3 separate regions of the Mus musculus genome follow, and all the other regions are linked to region 3. Evidence: chromatin contacts called from public HiChIP or PLAC-seq and promoter capture Hi-C data. All regions are on one chromosome and are shown on one strand. Each heading gives the region's core, a stretch centred on a gene start, on an enhancer-like site or on the middle of the called end of the contact. The rest is flanking DNA. Distances are from core to core; before and after follow the strand shown. Region 1 overlaps Nlk (nemo like kinase). Region 2 holds the start of Tmem97 (transmembrane protein 97). Region 3 overlaps Ksr1 (kinase suppressor of ras 1).

Region 1 (2,700 bases), core at 94-2,593, 420 kb after region 3:
ATGAATTATGTATGTCCAACATCTGGCACAGCTCCTGGTACTAAGACTTAATAAACTCTACCCTTCCTCCTCCTTGTAAGGATGATAATGATGGCTGCCACCTCATTCCTTTCCCCTTTGTGCCAGACACTGTGTGATTCTCAACACAGTTGCTTAAATCCTGGCAAGAACCTCATCATGCCTATTTTATAAGCACAGGAAAGTTACATAACTTGCCTAATGTTACCAAGCTGGTAAATGACAGAGTCAAGATTGTAACCCTGATCATTTGGGATCTGCATCACAGCACCTTCCCACCAGCTAAGTCTGTTCAGCTTCTCATTTTCAAAAATCAGTTTTGAAGCCTTTTTCCCTTCTGAAGTGTAATTATTTTGTTCTTAGTTTGTCATGTGGGTTTGCTTCATTTTTTAACAAACAGGGTATAGTTGAAAACAAGGACTGGGCTCTGGCACCAGAGGTCTGTTTCGAGCTAGTGTGACCTCTGACTCATTCGTTTACCCTTCTAGACCCACTGCGTCTCTATGGAATGATTTTGAAGATAGGGCTAACTTCTCTGAGCTAGTGGGAATAGATAAAACAAAGTAAACTGAGGTGCAAAGCAAACTGTGAAGACTGTAGCAACTGTTCTCCCTTTTGGCCAATTCCCTTGTTGTCCTTGCCGTGTCATTCTTGTATGTATACAGTGCCAGTCTCTCCTCAGTCCCTTGAATGTTTGCTGTGCATGCCTCCATCCTCTTTCTCTGTCATTGAGCTAGCATGCTCTCTACACCCACTTGGTACCCAGTCAGTATTTATCAATGCTAATGATGATGGTTAAACAAAGATGCTCTTGGCATCAGTCCTGCGCCTCTGAAACTGCTTGAGTAATCATGACTTCCTAAAAACAGAAAAGTACCCAATCATCTTACTGTTAATAGAAGGTCAGAATTTGATGTCAGCGTTTGTTTCTGTGGTGATTGTGTTGCCTGTTTTCTGCAGGATTGTCTTTGACAGTTGGGGCAGTCAGGATTTCTGGCATGAAGCTGATTATCGTGAGTTCTTAAATTACTTCCTAAAGTAGATGTAACATTCTAGGGATGGGTTAAGTAAATATTGATCATAGTTCACATTTGTTTTAATTGAAGGAAGAGGTCAAGGGAGGCTTACTTACTGTTGAGGCTCTAGATTAATTTTCTAATCTTCTCATAATCTTTTCTATCAGAGTAAATTATCCAGACCTGTTTTTACTTCTGACACCCCTCCTCCTTCCTCTCCCACTCTGGCCCACTTCATTTCCTTGTCCCCAGAAGCTTCTCTGACCCTGTTTTGTCTCTGCTGCTGTGTTGCTGTCCTAAGCAGCCTTTGTGGCATTCTGGCAGGAAGTGGTGTTTCGTCACTGTCACCCACAGCTCCGCTGCTGACACTTAGTGTGCATTATTCTGGTTTTTTGTTGTTGTTTTTTTGAGACAGGGTTTCTCTGTGTAGCCGTGGCTGTTCTGGAACTCACTTTGTAGACCAGGCTGGCCTTGAACTCAGAAATCCGCCTGCCTCTGCCTCCCAAGTGCTGGGATTAAAGGCGTGCGCCACCACCGCCAGGCTAGTATGCATTATTCTAAAGAATGTCCTGTCATTGGGGTTGAGTTTATAGCTCCATTACAGGTGATCTGTTTACATGAATTTTTAAAAAGATTTATTTATTTATTATATGTAAGTACACTGTAGCTGTCTTCAGACACCCCAGAAGAGGGCGTCAGATCTCATTATGGATGGTTGTGAGCTACCATGTGGTTTCTGGGATTTGAACTCAGGACCTTAGGAAGAGCAATCAGTGCTCTTAACCACTGAGCTTACCTGATTTTTAAAGATCATTTGTACGTAATCGTGTGCATCCTTTTGTGTCTGGAGGAGCATATGCACATGGGTACTGTTGCTTTGAGGTCAGAAGACTTGAGTGGCAGATGCCCTGCAGCTGGAGATGGAGGGGTTTTCTAAAAATGATATGTAAATGTCTCTTGCAGAGAAATAGGAGCATGTAGCACTAATACCCTATATGTGACATTTCATTTGATAGAAAGTAAAGACTGATATTTGCTTACTCCTTTTTCTCTTTCCTCCTTTCTGTTTGTTGAATCCTGGAGATTGAGCCATGGCCTTGTATGTGCTCTTCTACAGAGCTGTTCCCCCAGCTCTCTTTATTTTGAGACAGTCTCACTGAGTTATACAGTCTGGGCTTGAGCTTACTCTGCAGCACAGGAAGGCCTCAAAATTGGGGTCCTGCTGCCTCAGCCCCCTGAGTAGCTCATGACATCACTGACAAACACCTCAAGCCCAAGAAGTTAGCTGTGGTAACCATCCTTCTCTGACTCCTGCCACTGCTGGGGACAGAACCCCAGGGCCTTAACACTGTCTAAGCAAGCACTGTGTTTCTAGAGGAAATCCCCAGCCCGCCTTTATTTATTTTATCATCTAATGACTTCCAAACTTACAGGAACTTTGACTTCTCATCAAAGGCTTGGCTTAGAGTTCAAATAATCTAATTTTTTTTTTCTGTTTTCCTGCTAAGGGCCAATAACACCCCCCCCCTATTTTACTGCAGCCCAAAAATTACCCTGGAATCCATTGTCTTTTTTAAAATATTTATTTATTATATGTGAGTACACTGTGGCTGTCTGTGCACTGTAACTGTCTTCAGACATACCAGAAGAGGGTATCAGATCTCAT
Region 2 (2,700 bases), core at 91-2,590, 470 kb after region 3:
GCCAACCCCTCTGTCTTAGTACTATGGTAGCTACCACTGGGCACACAGACTACCCTACCTAACCCTAATTTTTGCTTTCCCTTAGCTATACTTTCCTTCACTTCTCTGGGCAGAAACTTCAAACCCATTTAGACATCCCAGTCTCCTTTGCTGAAATGGGCACACTGGAGCAAGCATGGTGCCTATGACTTTAATTCCAGCACTTGGAAGGCAGAGGCAGGGTGAATCTCTGTGAGGTTCAGGCTAGCCTTGTCTACACAGCCAGTCACAGGGTTACATAGTGAGAGGCTGTCTCAAAAAGTGAATACAAAAGAAAGAGAAGGACACGTGGGGTCCATTTCTCTACCTCTTCCCGACCAGTTGTCTACACTCTGTCTCCATTTCCCTACCTCCCAATACACTGCTCTCCAGCCATAGGACTTCTCATTGGTACTGGTGGACAGCACTCAGTGTCAACCGTGACACAGCTACTCCATTCTTCCCTGTGACCATCATTCGCTTGGTCATCTCCTCCCATGACCCTTATGATTCTGTAGGATCTCTTAATGCCCTTCGCTCTCTAACCTTCAAATGCTCTCACAAATCTAAACCAAGTTCATCCAACTGCCCGCCTGCCTGCTCAAGGTCTCTTTGGTTGGTTGGTTTGGTCTGAGACAGGCTCTATGTATCCCTAGCTTGCCTGTAGACCAGGCTGGCCTAGACCTTACAGATTTCTGTCCACACCCGGCCCTTTGGGGCTCTGGTTCAAATGGTGCAAGAGATGGAAGTCGGGCCTTCTTGAGTGCTAAGTAAATGCTCTATACTTAGCAGTACCCAAGCCCTAACCCTGCTCAGTGTATACAAAGCACAAACTTAATTTCCTTTCCCTTGAACCCAAGTCCTGTGTTCCCTATTCTCATCGAATGGCAGCCCCCATCTTGTCCCAGGCCTATCAGGGTCCATCATATAAAATCATTATTTGTGGGCTGAGCAGTGATTTTGGAGCCAGCAGGAAAGTCCGGCTCGCAGCGCTCCTAAACTGCCACTGCGGGTTCTGGTTTTACTGGCCCGGGGTCCCAATACGGAACAGAACCCAGCGAATAAAACACTCGTGGCACAGGGAAGACCAGCGCACGCAGCCCGAGGCTGCACACGCGCACCCGCCGACGTGGACCGCTCAGAGCCACGCCCCCTCACGCGGTACTCCCAGCAGCCAATGGAAACAACAGGTAGGCCATCATTCAAACTATAGCCCCGCTATATGGGCGGGCCACGAGGGCCTCCACCCACTCACGAGCCGCTTCTGTTTTTCCCCTTCGACCAATAGGTACGGCCTGTGTGAGCCGGGGGCGGGACGGCACAGCTCGGGCGCGGGGCTTCTAACCACGTAGCAGGCTTCTATCACCGGCTTGCCAGTCGTAGCCCAACGGACAGGAGGGAACATGGGGGCCCTGGCAGCTAGGCGCTGTGTCGAGTGGCTCTTGGGCCTCTACTTCGTCTCGCACATCCCCATCACGCTGTTCATCGACCTGCAGGCGGTGCTGCCGCCCGAACTATACCCGCAGGAGGTGAGGCTCAGGGGTCCCCACGTGGCCGTCCTGATTTCTGTTGGCTCCGTGCCTGACTTCGGCCCCAGCCGGCTGTCCCCAGCCGTTGACCACCGCTTTGTTTTTTTCAGAGCGGAACTGAGGGTGCAACCCAATGGTAGGGCGCATGCCTAGGAGGTCCTGGGTTTGAGCCCCATGTACTCGCCAATCCTTTGCAAAACCTTTGCCTGGGTGTGTTTCGCTCCCATGGTTTTAACTACGGCAGTTGGCTGAGGGAAGTTGCCTGGGTGAACCAGTGTCTGTCACGTGTTGAATCTATTGCGTTTGGATGGACTTTAAAAGTCCAGTGTAAGCCGAGAAAGAAAAAAAAGTCCTGCGTAGTAGAATAAAATGACTGAAGGGTTAGCCCTTGGTTAGTGCTCGTGGCATTCATACACTCCTTCTGGGTCTGGATCTAGCTTGAGGAGCAGTTGAGGAAATGTCGCTTTTCCAAGTCAGTTTTGAATTGTTTGAAGATGAGCTACCGTTCCCTGCGCTTTGGAGAGCATTCTTTGACCCGATTTTAAGGTCAAGATTAAGCATGCCTCTCCAATCTACTGACGGACTTATCCACCTAAATGTTTGAAATGGCTGAAATGCTCTTTAAATGTTTCTTCTTTGCAGGGCAGTTCTTAATCTTAAATCCGTAAATTCTCAATGGTGGCTGCAAAATGACATGTGCCTTGTGTTCTCTGAGAGGACATGACACAGGAATTGTCACCTACTCAACAAAGTTAAGGAGTGACACCATCAGCAGTGTCACCCCCCACTCCCTTAAGTCTTTTTGGTTTGTTTGTGGAACCACGGGATTGCAAAGACCTTTGATCTACAGGGGAAACCCGTAGGTAGCATGTGGCAAGAGCACCGGTCTGTGGTGCTGCTTTCCCAAGGACTGGCTGCCTGTGGACATGTTGAGGGCCCTATGGATCCTACTTTTTTTTCCCCTTAAAATAATAGTTCATTTGAATCCATTGCAAGAGGACCTCAGGCCAGGCTGTAACTGACATGTAGCTACAGCTTTAGATTGTAAACTCAAAAGATTGTGGGATTGAGGCTGTGGCTCCGTAGTAAAAACATTGGCCAGCATGCACGAGGCCCTGGATTCAAATCCCAGCACCAAAACCAGTGTGTTATC
Region 3 (2,700 bases), core at 32-2,531:
CTTTTCGTTTTTGGGGGGGTGGCGGATACACTGGCCTGTCTTGTCATCTCCCCTGTTCTACCATCCTGACTCCTCCACCTGTCTGCTGGCTGCCATCACCCACCGGGCTGGACCGGATTGGACGGCTCTCTTCAACTGCTGGTGAAACGGTCTCGGGCACCCCTAGCCGCTGGCGGAGCCGCTACTACGGGAAAGGACGCTATGGTCACCCCGACTTTAAGAACTCCTGTCCAGTTCTGGAGGAATAGTGTGTTTCTGCCATTCTCTCGTTTTCTGCCTGTGTGTGGCTGTCCTACCCACCCTCCCATTCTGTCTCTGCATGCCAGCTTCTCACATTCTTGCTTTGATTTCCCATAATCCATAATGACCTCTTGCATCTGAAATGGCCACCAGACTTGTGTTTCTCACAGAGAGTTAAAGAAACGCACGGTGTGCAGCAGGGAGGGCCCCTCTCCATACCACAGGAGCTAGCTAGCATGTGGGCGAGGGGGGTTTAGCGCTCAGTGAGCCAAGCAGGTCCCCCCAAGTCCCACTATGGCTAGAGCTCAGGAGAGGAGAATCCAGTGATCCGGCTGTGGTGGTGTACGCCTATCATCCCAGCATTGAGGAGGCCGAGGCAGGGGGATTTTAAGTTTGGGTCTAGCCTAGGATACATAGTAAAATGTCAGAAGTAGAATCATCAGTGGCAGCTGGGGACGGGGATGGGCACACGCCTTTAATCCCGGCACTCGGGAGGCAGGGGCAGGTGGATCTCTATGAGTCTGAGTCTGAGGCCAGCCTGGTCTACACAGTGAGTGCCAGAAGAGACCCTGTCTCAAAAAGCAAACCAAACAAGCACAAGTGAACGGCTGGGGGTGTGACTCTGTGTAGAGCTCTTGCTTAGTATTCACAAGGCTGGGTTTGGGGTCCAGAACTACAGACATTAATAATGATAATAGTAATAATGAATGTAGAGAGAGGGAGGGAGGAGCCAAGAAAGCAGAAGTGATCATCTCTGAAGCCAGTTTGCTCGTCACAGGGAGCCCTGGGGACCTACGACTGCCCCGTGGGAACTTGGAGAAGATTCCCTGTGCTTGTCCCCAGCCATTCTGAGGGGTGGAGGTGGGGATCCTGTTCTGAGGTGGGTCCCTGGGCATCTGGCCTGGCCAGGCCCCTAAGCCCTGGCTCCTTTAGGCTCAGACTCTGATACCACTCTCTCCTCTGTCCCTAGGTTGTAGACCTGGCTGTCTTGCATGCCCCGGGGCTTCCTTCCTCCTAAACACCGACTCAGCTTCGTGACTTCTGCTAAGACTCAAAAAATGCCAGCAGGCACTAACCCAGGGGACGCCATCTCTGCTGCTCCAGACTCCTCCCTGTGCTCCATTTAACAGCTTCCCCTCCCCTCCACATGGCCTGTGGGTGCCTGACTTTCATCACTGCCAGGGGAGGATGGCACTAACAGAGTGACCCTCGAGGCGGAAGAGCAGCTTTCAGCCGCCTTCCTGGATAAGATGGTCTCTTTTCTCTTGTTCTCCCAAGAGTGGCTCTTGCTTGTGTTCCTCTGCTCCCTAGCCCTTACTAACACCTTCATGAGCCCCTGCTGAGCATGCTCAGGATGGGGAGGGGCTCGGTGACCCTGGGACATTGTTCTACAAAGGGTGTCACAGTTCGGAGCTGCCCAGAGTCAGCACTGAGGTCATGGACCCTGACTGGAGTCCTCTCTTTCTCTTGAAGACAGGACACACACACACACACACACTGATGAAAGGCATCAGTTTAAAAAGGCTGGGTCCTTAGGAGCCACACTCAAAACTGTCATAAACAACGTGATACCTGCCACCAGAGCTTAGTAATGGAGGCAAACCTGCTGCCACATCTGTTAGGAGTTCATGTCCTTCCCTGACCAGATTTCTGCAGTCAGGCTCGGGATTCTGCTCCATAGTGGCCCCAGTAGGCCCCGTGTGAGCGCTATTTCTAAAAGGAGTGTGTGGCATTGCTGGTCCTCAGGCCTGGCTCACCCAGTCCCACATCCATGTGGGGCAGCCAGGGTGGAAACTACAGCTACCGCCATGCTGGGTGCTGGGCAGTCAGGTGGACAAGCATCTGTTTTCCCCTCAGCCCTGCCAGGAAGGGAATGTAGCCGAGGCCCGGGGCTTAGGGAGGCCAGGAGCAGCTCTGCCAAGACTGTGGGCGGAGCAGTCGCCTTCACTCGGCTCCTCTGCTAAGCTTAACCAGCGACAACCTTAACTCTGGACTGGACGAGGCCAGCAGAGCCATAACCCGTGTCTCTGCTCCTCTTCACAGCATTAACAGCAGCAAAGTCATGCCCCGCTTTGAAAGGTTTGGCCTGGGGACCCTGGAGTCCGGTAATCCAAAGATGTAGCCAGCCCTGCACGTTCATGCAGAGAGTGTCTTCCTTTCGAAAACATGATCACGAAACATGCAGACCACCACCTCAAGGAATCAGAAGCATTGCATCCCAAGCTGCGGACTGGGAGCGTGTCTCCTCCCTAAAGGACGTGCGTGCGTGCGTGCGTGCGTGCGTGCGTGCGTGCGTCACCAAGGTGTGTGGAGCTCAGGATCGCAGCCATACACGCAACTCCAGATGATACCACTACCGCCAGTGTTTACACAGAGGTTTCTGCCTGGCAAGCTTGGTATTTTACAGTAGGTGAAGATCATTCTGCAGAAGGGTGCTGGCACAGTGGAGCAGCACGGATG

The links. Promoter capture Hi-C pulls out the DNA fragments that hold promoters and counts their contacts. HiChIP or PLAC-seq counts read pairs in DNA pulled down with a chosen protein or histone mark.
Region 1: an H3K27ac HiChIP or PLAC-seq map of microglia shows a contact between it and region 3, with 5 times the contacts expected there. The contact joins two enhancer-like sites. A contact is called at or near these places in 2 of 484 Hi-C or Micro-C datasets (embryonic stem cells and pro-B cells) and 2 of 115 datasets of contacts at active chromatin or transcription factors (double positive thymocytes and microglia).
Region 2: a contact with region 3 is called in a promoter capture Hi-C map of pre-B cells, with 2.6 times the contacts expected there. The contact joins the promoter of Tmem97 here to the enhancer-like site in region 3. A contact is called at or near these places in 5 of 39 promoter capture datasets (the 3T3-L1 cell line, embryonic stem cells, hippocampal neurons and 2 more), 2 of 484 Hi-C or Micro-C datasets (both in cortical neurons), 6 of 115 datasets of contacts at active chromatin or transcription factors (bone marrow-derived macrophages, effector CD8 T cells, embryonic basal ganglia and 2 more) and 1 of 9 other capture datasets (embryonic stem cells).

What each region holds. Positions count from the first base shown.
Region 1 is chr11:78,598,889-78,601,588 of GRCm38.p6, reverse strand. All of the region lies in intron 3 of Nlk (nemo like kinase), which reads left to right. Among named protein-coding and RNA genes, the nearest start is that of Tmem97, 50 kb to the right of the region's middle. Within about 2 kb of position 1,343, at least 86 of the 459 cell types and tissues checked have an H3K27ac peak or open chromatin away from gene starts, as enhancers often do. A contact at or near this core is called in microglia, where this site is marked.
Region 2 is chr11:78,549,375-78,552,074 of GRCm38.p6, reverse strand. It overlaps Tmem97 (transmembrane protein 97), which reads left to right and starts at 1,340. Exons shown (of 3, transcript NM_133706.2): 1 at 1,340-1,547. The coding sequence starts at 1,422.
Region 3 is chr11:79,015,847-79,018,546 of GRCm38.p6, reverse strand. Ksr1 (kinase suppressor of ras 1) reads left to right here. Exons shown (of 19, transcript NM_013571.3): 19 at 2,284-2,700. The coding sequence ends at 2,362. Among named protein-coding and RNA genes, the nearest start is that of Gm11201, 6.4 kb to the left of the region's middle. Within about 2 kb of position 1,281, at least 54 of the 459 cell types and tissues checked have an H3K27ac peak or open chromatin away from gene starts, as enhancers often do. A contact at or near this core is called in microglia and pre-B cells, where this site is marked.